Linked DNA regions of Mus musculus: region 2 is linked to region 1. A link is a contact called in public promoter capture Hi-C data. All regions are on one chromosome and are shown on one strand. Each heading gives the region's core, a stretch centred on a gene start, on an enhancer-like site or on the middle of the called end of the contact. The rest is flanking DNA. Distances are from core to core; before and after follow the strand shown. Region 1 overlaps Pknox1 (Pbx/knotted 1 homeobox). Region 2 holds the start of Ephx3 (epoxide hydrolase 3).

What was found. Promoter capture Hi-C pulls out the DNA fragments that hold promoters and counts their contacts.
Region 2: a promoter capture Hi-C map of liver shows a contact between it and region 1, with 2.3 times the contacts expected there. The contact joins the promoter of Ephx3 here to the enhancer-like site in region 1. A contact is called at or near these places in 2 of 39 promoter capture datasets (liver and pre-B cells).

Annotation. Positions count from the first base shown.
Region 1 is chr17:31,604,991-31,610,095 of GRCm38.p6, forward strand. It overlaps Pknox1 (Pbx/knotted 1 homeobox), which reads left to right. Exons shown (of 11, transcript NM_016670.3): 11 at 1-2,703. Among named protein-coding and RNA genes, the nearest start is that of Cbs, 30 kb to the right of the region's middle. Within about 2 kb of position 2,756, at least 4 of the 459 cell types and tissues checked have an H3K27ac peak or open chromatin away from gene starts, as enhancers often do. A contact at or near this core is called in liver, where this site is marked.
Region 2 is chr17:32,186,543-32,191,726 of GRCm38.p6, forward strand. Ephx3 (epoxide hydrolase 3) reads right to left here and starts at 2,928. Exons shown (of 7, transcript NM_001347341.2): 1 at 2,493-2,928; 2 at 2,244-2,329; 3 at 1,869-2,026; 4 at 1,634-1,762. The coding sequence starts at 2,906.

The DNA of each region.
Region 1 (5,105 bases), core at 1,506-4,005:
CTGGGCGCTGGACTCTTCACTGTTTGCACAGCAAGCATCTTACAGTTGTCTTTGTAACCTGTTTTATATGTAGATATAGAAGGTGCACTTTTGTATTTCGCAGCAAGCTTCAAGACGTCTTTGCCGGTGCAGCGACTTCCTTCAGATGTGCGTGTATGGGTTTTTAATGCTAGAAACGTGGCCCCTGCCCCTTGAGTCCTTGACGAGATTAAGGAACAGTGCTGCCATTTTCTAAAATTCTGCAGTTGCAATTGAGTCGTGTGGTTTACAGCAGGTCTGGGGGCGGCTGCTGGTGCCGCTCACAGGTCTGAAAGATGACCTGCACGCAGGCTGCAGAGCGAGAGGGCTCTGGCCCCGGTGGGCTGTGGGTGCCCACCACACACTTCAGTTCTCTCAGGCAGCATTTGCCTGTTTCATTTGCTATATAGAAAAAGAAACTCCTATTTTTACCTTGCTGGGATTATTGGATAAAAAGCTATTTTTATAAATCAGTTATTAATTGGATTATGACTATATTGAGGATAAATTTCTAGAGAAGCAACAGCACATGCTTGTCTTTCGATTCGGAATGTTCTGAAAGGCGGCCACCTGCTCATGGTCTCCTGCTCTCTGGGGAGGAGAGGGCTCGCCTCAGCTGCTAAAAGGAAACAACTGTCAAGTGAGCTTTTGACATCTCCAGTTTCTGCTCATGTGTGATGCAGACTGCTACATTTTACACTCGCTAGAGCATCTTACACAGTGTACTCAGTAGGACGTACGGTAAGTGAGGGCTCTGCCACGCCTAGTCTGACTGCAGTTCCATGGCTGCCTGGCTATGTTAACTGGGTGGTAATTTTAGATTTTTTTTTTTTAGTTAAAACCTGTTATATAGAGAATGTTTATTATAAACTAATATAAAGTGTGTTCTGCCCCACTGGCTCAGAGCTGGTGTAAACAGCAAACACCTAAACTGTCTTTCTTACTGGCAGACACCTAGAAGTTAGAACCATGGCTGTAACGTGGCGGTGGGGCCCACTGGTGGCTCTCACTGTCACTCACTCTCCAGGCTCCTCCCCCTCTCTGTTACCACTACAGACTCAGGACAGTTTGAGGACCTCATTTCTGAGTGTCAAGGCTGAGATTTGGTTTGGTTTGTTTGGGTCTACTTGGGAAGCTTTTTCTTAGGAAACAGGCATCTGTCTTCACAGTGGTACCTAGGCCACCTGCAGATAGGGAACAGCTGTCTAGGGGTCCCTGCCTTGGGCCCCACGGTTACCCCACGGTTACCTCTTTAGCTAATTCAGGAATAGTTCACCATCACCCCAAATGTCTTGATTCTCTTCAGCCATTGAGCACACCTGAACAGCCAAGTAGTCAGCAAAAAGAATGGGGGCTCCGTTTGAACCACTTAAGGTGCGTCCAAGACAGCAAAATAAAACCCCCAGAACTTGCCAGCAACTCCTTTGAGGAGAGAATACTATTTCAAGCAGTCTTTCCCTTACCTATTTACAAACTGTTTTAACAGTTTAAGTCCGGCATACAAAAGCCTGCACGATCAGCTGGCTCTATTAGGTTTAGAGCAGAAGTACATCTCTCTTGTGAGCCCTGCAGAGCTCTGCCAGTCCCCAAAATGGAAGCACAGCCCCTGCTGCACCAGCTGGTGGCGCTCTAGCTGGGATTCGAACACCATGCTCTACCGTGTCCTTTCCAGTTGAAATCATCTTTCCTAAGCACAGAACTCTAGCCTGCTAAATCAAAGGAATATCATGAAGATCGTAAGAGAACCCCAGGCACGGTGACACACTCCTGTAATCCCAACACTCAGGAACCTGAGACAGGAGGCAAGCCTGGGCTACTTGACCCTGTCTTAAAAAAAAAAAGCTAGTAAAAGAGCTGGCACAGGGTCATATCCTTTCACCTCCCCGTGCACAGAGATGCTTTTAAGTGCTCCCCATGAGGCGAGCCATGCTGGTTCATAGAGTCCCTGCCCAGCAGATTTGGTGTCTGCCAGTTGCACCTTTGAGACACCTGCTTGCTGGGCACAATGGCATATTCCTGTAAACAAGCACTTAGGAGGCTGAAGCAGGAGGATTGCTGCAAGGTCGAGTTGGCCTCTGGTGTGTAGTGAAACCCAGTTTCAAAAAAAAAAAAAAAAAATCGAGCAAAACTCCTGCTCGCCTTTCCTTGGCCAGTGCAGAAAACCTTTGAGCTTTGTTTAAATGGTCAGACTCCCAAACATTGGAGCCTTTTGAATGTGTTCTGAGACCTACAGTCAACTCGTGTCATTCCTGCTGTTTGGCTGTCTAGCAGAAATCTAGACTGGCTGACCCACTCCTCCGGTGGGCTCAGGTTTTCTGCTTTCTTGATTCCAGATTGTCAAATAGAAGTGTATATGCAATATGCACTGTGACCCTTGCGGCTAGGGCTGACGGGCCACTGTGTAGCCTGCTGGGTGGCCAGTGCACCTGTGGGGGCAGCGGGAGACTTGCTCCTCCCCCATGGCTGGCAGGGAAATGCCCATCCCAGAGGCCCCTCCCGCAGGTTGTGACTGGAACACAGCAGGCTGCCTTCTTCAGTTAAGTTCGGTCTTTGAAACTGACAATCTTTAAAATGTGAATACTGTAACAATATGTTTTCTTGGATTGTTGTCTTTAAAAGGATTTTTGTGAAGCAATTGATTTATCAAAGAAAAAAAAAATTAAAACCAGAAACATGCCTTGTGGACGATTGATTCTGTAAAGCTTGTGCCACCAAAGTGGACTTTGTCACTCCTAGGCAAGATCCTCAAGATTGCCACACACCTTGCAGTGACACCAGGGTGGGGAGTTGAGGCTACCCTAGCTGTTTGGCTTCAATTAGTTGACATTTTCTCAAGGAAAAAAAAAACTGCAAAGCAGATTTTTCATCGTAACATTTCATACACTGGATTATTTTGGCCTAACAAGAGAATGATTGATGGGTCCAGACCTGTCACCTTTGCTGGTCCCACACTGTAAAACCCCTTGCAAGGTGCCCCTGGACACGTGCAGGAGGTGTTGCAGGTCCCCAGTTTGTGCTTGGAACCGTGGACCAACAGGCTGTTTTCCTTCAGAAGTGTATCTAAGGGCCAGGGGTGATGCTCTCAGTTGGTATAGCGCTTGCCTGGCATGCACAGAACCCTGGGTTCAGTGGCCAGCACCCCATAATCCGGGCAATTGGGAGTAGAGGGTCAGAAAAGCAGAAGTCCAAGCTCAAAGTCGACTGCTTCCTAAGTCTGAGACAGGACAGACCATGTCTCAAAAGAACATCTGAAATTGACTTTGGGTGGCCAATGGCTGGAAGCATTTGACTTTCAGAAGGTGGAGATATGTGTCCTTGAACTCTGCTGTCCAAGGTGGATAGATAAGACCTTGGGCCACCAGTACCAGGCTCTCAAGGGTTTCCTTTGTGAGAAGGGAAAGTCTGGCTTACAGGTTTCACCAAGCTTGAAAATGATGTCTGTGGCTAACAAGACCCAACACGCCTATTTAGACAGAAACAAGCAGAGCAACGGTGGCCTAGCAGACACCACAGGTAGGTGACATGTTCAGATTAAAGCTTAGGGATTTGCATTTTGTTGATTTATACAGTGCTTAGCCCACAAGCCTTTCTATGAACTCAGAGGAAGCCCTGGTGTCATAGTTATATGTCTTTGTACAGTTAGAACTCTAGTCTTTGCTGTGTCCTATGAGCCCCACCCCCTTTTTCAGACCTAAATGTTGCCAGATATAGTGGCTCATGCTGATAATCCCAGTATCTAGGGTGCTGAGGCAGTGGAATTGCAGTTTCAAAAACAGCCTGGGCACATGGGACTGTGCCCAGTCGGGTATGGGGGTCCCTGGAATGAAGGTCCTTGAAGCTGGATGGGTAAGGATTCAGCGGTGACAAACAGAAACAAACACAGAGGCAGATGGAATCTGAGTGTATTCTGCAGCTCTCAAGCAGGGGATTTTATACATTAAAAAACCAAATGTTACATCTCTTAGAAGCTATAGCCAGTGAGACAATCACAAATACCAACAAAAGCCGGGCGGCGGTAGTGCACACCTTCAATCCCAGCACTTGGGAGGCAGAGACAGGCGGATTTCTGAGTTCGAGGCCAGCCTGATCTACAAAGTGAGTTCCAGGACAGCCAGGGCTACACAGAAAACCCTGTCTCGAAAAAACCAAAACCAAAACAAACAAACAAAAAAACCCAAATACCAACAAAAATCATTTGGCAGGGTAAAGCACAAAAATCATCCAAGCATTACAACTCTAAAACTATGTATTCAGTGAATCACAAACAGAACAGGTAACATCGTTATAAATCATCAAAATAGAACAATTCTAGAAGGATGTATTCAGTGGGGGTTGTCATCCAAGGCTAGTAGCATATTCCAAAAGCAGGTTAATAAATCTCTAACGGTCAGTGCTCTTAACCGCTGAACTAACTCTCCAGCCCCATGGTCAGTTATTATTTAACATCTAGTGCCTGATTTTTTTTTTTTAATAAATCTTCAATGTATAAATTTAAACTATTTTAATTCTTTCTTTTTTGTTGTTTTTGTTTTTCAAGGCAGGGTTTCTCTGTGTAGCCCTGGCTATCCTGGAACTCACTTTGTAAGACCAGGCTGGCCTCGAACTCAGAAATCCGCCTGCCTCTGCCTCCAGAGTGCTGGAATTAAAGGTGTGCGCCACCACACCCGGCTAATTCTTTCTAATCAAGGCTTTCTTTACTATATACCAAAATCCACTTCCAATGACACACATGTAGCCATATGAAATTTTATTGTTGGGAAAGTTTTTATCATAATAGTTTTATAAATGATTTAGAAAGCAAAGTGTTGGTTTCCCTGGGGACAAGGTCATGTTAGTGGCCCCATCTCTAGGGATGGTTTCTTATCCATTATTCTCGCTTAAGATCTTGGCCCAGGCTACCAGGAACATGTAAATAAGAAAAGGGATAAGAGAAAACAAAACAGATAGATTGCCATGAGAACTATGGCTCAATATATTTTTCTAGCAAAGAGTTCCACAACCGGTTCCAGGAGGCCTCCCCCTTTTTCAATCAATCGCCTTAGTCTGTGGAGCTTGTCACACAGATCCTACTGGAGGTGGTGTGGCAA
Region 2 (5,184 bases), core at 1,678-4,177, 580 kb after region 1:
CGTCTGATCCCATTGTGGCGTGGTTTATTAGTTGTTTGTGTCTTTGCTGTCAATGCTGAGTACAGAGGCACATGCCTTTGATCCCAGTGTTCAGAAGGCAGAAGCAGATGTATCTCTATAGCCTGAGGCCAGCCTGGTAGATTCAACAAGCCCCATGCCAGCTTAGGCCAACATAGTGAGACTCCTCTCAATAAAGAAACAAACAAACAAATGGAAGAGAGAAGAAAAAGAAATCAAAGACAGACATCATCTCCTTTGCCTCAGTTTCCCTCAACTAGAACATGAAGCTAGCAACGCTTTCATCAGCCCAAGAGCCCTGCATGGTGACTTTGTATGCAAGTCTATTATAGGCGACTGGCAGGCACAGGTTGACCACCCTCATCCAAAAAAATTTAAATGCCCCAAAATCTGAGTGGTTTTATTTTTTTTTGGAGACACTGTATTGCCTTGGCTAACTTGGAACTCACCATATACACCAGACTGGCCTTGAATTCACAGAGATCCATCTGCCTCTGCCTCCCAAGTGCTGGAATCCAAAGTATATGCCAGCTATACACCAGCTGACTGACATCTAATGGTTCAATGTACAGTTATGTGTCTGTGTGGGCGCGCGTGTGTGTGATGTTTGTTTCAGACAGGAAACAACATAGCCCAGGCTGCTCTCTAACTCACGATCCTCCTGCCTCAGCTTCCTAAGCATTTATCTATTTACTTATTTTTAGACTTAATTCATGTTTTCGTTTGGTTTTGGTTCAGTTTTATTGAAGCAGGGTCTCACTATGGAAAACTCATGGAAATCCACCTGCCTCTGCCTCTCAAGTTTAAAGGCATGTATCTGGCTTCTTTTTAGACTTAATTGTTTTTATTAATGTTTGTTATTATTTACATGTATGTATTTGTACCACATGTGTGCCTGGTATCCACAGAGGTCAGTTTAGGACATTTAGAGCCTTGGAACTGGAGTACAGTGGGATACCATCTGGACACTGGGAATCCAACTTGGGTTCTTTGAATAACAAGTGCCCTCCTCTGTTGAGTCATCCCTCCAGCCCCTGCCCCTCAAGTGCTGATAGTAGTAGGTATATGCTAGTATAGTCAGCTCCACGAACTTTCCTTCACGTACAAAGTCACTAAGATTATTGTATGAATTTCTTTCAGTCTACTCAAGTCTAGGTACAGGAAGTATATAGGAAGCATAAATTAATGTCATGCTCAGAGCTAGGCTCTAGCAACAAGATGATCTGATGATGTGTGTAAACACTCTAAAAATAAAAGAAAATGCAAAAATCAGAAACACTCCTGACCCAGGCTTTTCCCTCCTTCCCCTCTCTCTCTCTCTCTCCCTCTCCCTCTCTCTCTCTCTCTCTCTCTCTCTCTCTCTCTCTCTCTCCCTCTCCCTCTCTCTCTCTCTCTCTCTCTCTCTCTCTCTCTCTCTCTCTCTCTCAATGCTGGAGAGCACACCTTTTCCCGCTAATATAGTAAACAAATGTGCAACCACTTAACTATACTCCATCACCTCCAACCTGAAAGTGCTCAAGACAATTTACATTACTCCTAAGTGTACTAGCATTTATCTGGATCCCCGTGCCAGGTCACAGGTGAATACACGGGCTTTAGGCATAGTCCAACACACCTTGGATCACTGACATGGGAGGACCATTGGCCACAACCATACGCTCCACTAGGGATGGGTAGTAGATGGAGAACTCCCAGGCAAGGGAGGCCCCCCAGTCGTGGCTCACGAGGATGCACTTGGAGTACCCTGGTGGTGGGAAGAGAGAGACACAATGGTATAAGATACAGTAGGGATGAGGTAGACGTGTAGGAGTAGGTCCCAAAAGGAGCAAAAATGAGAAGATGAGTCATACCCAGGCCTAGGATGGTATCCTTGATGTCATCCAACAACAAGTCAATGGTGTAACAATCCACTTCCTTTGGAGCATCAGAGGGACTATAACCACGCATGTCTACAGCCACGACATGGAAATGGCTCTGAAACTCTCGCAGCTGGTAGCGCCAGCTGAACCTGTTGGGTAAGGGAGTTGGGAGTTTAGTCAGCAGAATGCACCTCCTATACCCAGCTTTGGGCCATCCCACCTTTCTGCTCTGGACTTCTTAGGAAGGAAATAGTGGAATCCCAGGATTACTCAACCCTACCGGTTCCCATTTCCCAAGTACCTCATAGTCAGAACTCTACCTTTCCCTAGTCCAGTGAGCATCAGGATCCAGGGGCCCAGACATACCAGTTCTCTGGGAAGCCATGCAGAAATAGCATGAGTGGCCCATTGCCATGACCAGCAGAGACATAGTGCAGACGCAGGCCGGAACTCTGCAGAAGGACCCAATCTAAGTAAGAGCTGAAGGGTAAGGAAATATGGGAGCTTCCTCCCGAGACTTGAACACCCAAGGATGTTCCAGATCCGACATTTCAACCTCCTTTCTTCAATCCGCATCCGCCCCCTGAAACCTACCTTCACGGGAGGAACACTCACCCTGAGGGTTAGAAAGCAATGCTCGCCCAGCGTGGGGTCTCTCAGGCACTCTGGGGGAGACAACCTCTGGCGGCCGCAGCAGCCCCTGCGAGGACGGCACATCACATGGGTGAGCGCGATGCAGCTGTAGACAAACGCGGCCACCAAGGCAGCCAAGTACACCAGGCTCATCACCAGCGCTCGCAGCAGCTTCAGCGAGAGGCGTGAGGGTGCGAGTAGCGCTGTCACCACAAACTCCGGCATATCCTTGCGCTCTGGGACGACTACAGAGCCGCCGTGGTCGGGAGACTGAGCCAGGGGTGCTGGCGCCAGCAGCCCACCACCTTTGTTTTGGGATTCCACCGTGCTATCGGAGTCCACTGGACCGGTCGAGGAAACAGATGCGCGGCTCGGACAGATACTGCCACCTCTCATGACTCACTCTAAAGTGGCAGCTAAAGTACCTGGGCAGAACGAGACACTTAAGGATGAGGGGGTTGGGGGTGGAGCCTGCGAGGACCTGGTTTCGGAGGTTGCGGAAAGAGGGACCGTGGGCGGAGCCCTAGGACATGCTGGATGGAGTTTAAACAGGAACAGAGAATTAAAATTTCTGTAGCAGGTGGCAGTGTTCAGGACCTAGAAAAGGCTCGGCAGGTAAGAGCACTTGGCAGCACACCTGCCCATCTAACTTTGATCCCAGGGAACCACAAGTGGAAGGAGAGGACTGACTCTCAACTGTTCACACATATACTGCAGCACATGCACCCCTCTATGCTTTAATCTCAGCACTCAAGAGGCCGAGGCAAATGGATCTCTGAGTTCAAGGGCAGATGATTTATATCTAAAGTTCTAGACTAGCCAGAGCTACAACCCCCCCCCCCCAAAAAAAAAAAAAAGCCACTGGCAAAGCTCTAAGGAAGGAGAGTTGAATCCAGGACGAAGGAAGGGAGGAACTCTGAGATGGGTGGAGCTTGGAACTCTGAGATGGGTGGAGCTTTGATCAAAGGAGCGAGGCATATCTAAGGTAGAGGTTAAGGGGTGTGGCTTATGAAGGAGGAAGGGGAATTAGGTGGAGTCTGTATTTGGATGAGAAAGACTGAGGATAGGTTTGTTGGCTTGGGTAGAATCTAGACCCAAGAACGAGTCTGTTCTGGAGCTGGAAAGGGGCAAGAAACTAACGTGAAAGTGAGAGTTTAACAAACCCAGAAGTGGAAGAGCAAATAACGTTACATAGCTGGGAATTGTAGGTAGGTGTGGGCAGTAGGAGTCTCACCGTTTGCCTTCCAAGCTGGAGGGCTTGACCTAGAAGACCCTGCCCTGAATGAGACCCATTGTCCTGGTTCCAACCCTTCTTTGTCCTCTCGTCCCGTTGGCTTAGGGGGTCCATCATCCAGCGGGCACTGGTTTCTAAGGACAGGTGGGGCTTAAGTGCTAAATTGCCAGAGTTGAAGGCCAAGCTCAGATGACAGCCAAGGGCAGACCCTGCCTCCTAGAGAACAGGCTGGATTTGAAACCTGGAGTTGGCCTGGGCATATTGGATTACGGAGGCTCTGGTTGAAAGAGGAAATAGGGCAGTGCCTAGCATGACGGGGCATGGTGTCAAGCAAGAATTGTGTCTCAGTAATGAGTCTGCTTCTCTTGCAACCTTTCCCAAGATCTTAGACTATTTTAGGGACACCCATTATTTAACCCTAGAGTAGCCCTGCATTATCATATCCTCACAGTACAGATTATGAACCTGAAATTTGGGGGTGAGGTCATTTTGCCTGAAGTCATACATCTGGCTTAGCAGCAAAACAACGTAGACATAGCCATCTGTGCTTCATCCAACACCAAGGCTACTGGCAAGCTTTCAGAATCTCTTCTGCTGGTTACTTAGATATCTAGAGGAATATTAGGTATTTAGAGAGATACACTTCCTTTCTTTTTCATCTTTAAAAGTATGTATTTGAAGAACAGTCCTTTCTGTTGTAAAGAGCTCAACTTGATGAAATTCCAGAAGAAATTTCATTTTAAAAACATTTTAGACTTTAGACACATTAAGAGAACAGTCACAGACTCTTTAAATCAGGAACAATGATAACATAATGCCCTGTCATATCTGGACCTAAAGTTACAGCAGCCTGTCATATTTACAGAAGTAGCAATAAAATCAATACTGTGAGTAACTTCATTTAAGTGTCTGTTTTGCTATTTTATCTTGGCCTGGGGTATATTTCAAAATTAATGTGATCATTAAGGTCCATTACATTGTGTCCAGGACAACAGTCATCATTTCAGCAATCATCACTTTATTTTTTTAGGATTTATTTATTTATTATATGTAAGTACACTGTAGCTGTCTTCAGACACTCCAGAAGAGGGCGTCAGATCTCATTACAGATGGTTGTGAGCCACCATGTGGTTGCTGGGATTTGAACTCAGGACCTTTGGAAGAGCAGTCAGTGCTCTTACCCGCTGAGCCATCTTGCTAGCCCCAGTAACCATCACTTTTAAAGGAGCAGAGTGGTATAGAGAGATACACTTCTGTAGCTGCTTCTCTTTCTCCAGTACTAGTGACTGAGCTTAGAGCCTTCCTCATGCAGGATAAGCACTTCAGCAGGGAGCTTCACCTAATTTAGCCTTAAAAAAAATCGGGGCTGGTGAGATGGCTCAGTGGGTAAGAGCACCCGACTGCTCTTCTGAAGGTCCGGAGTTCAAATCCCAGCAACCA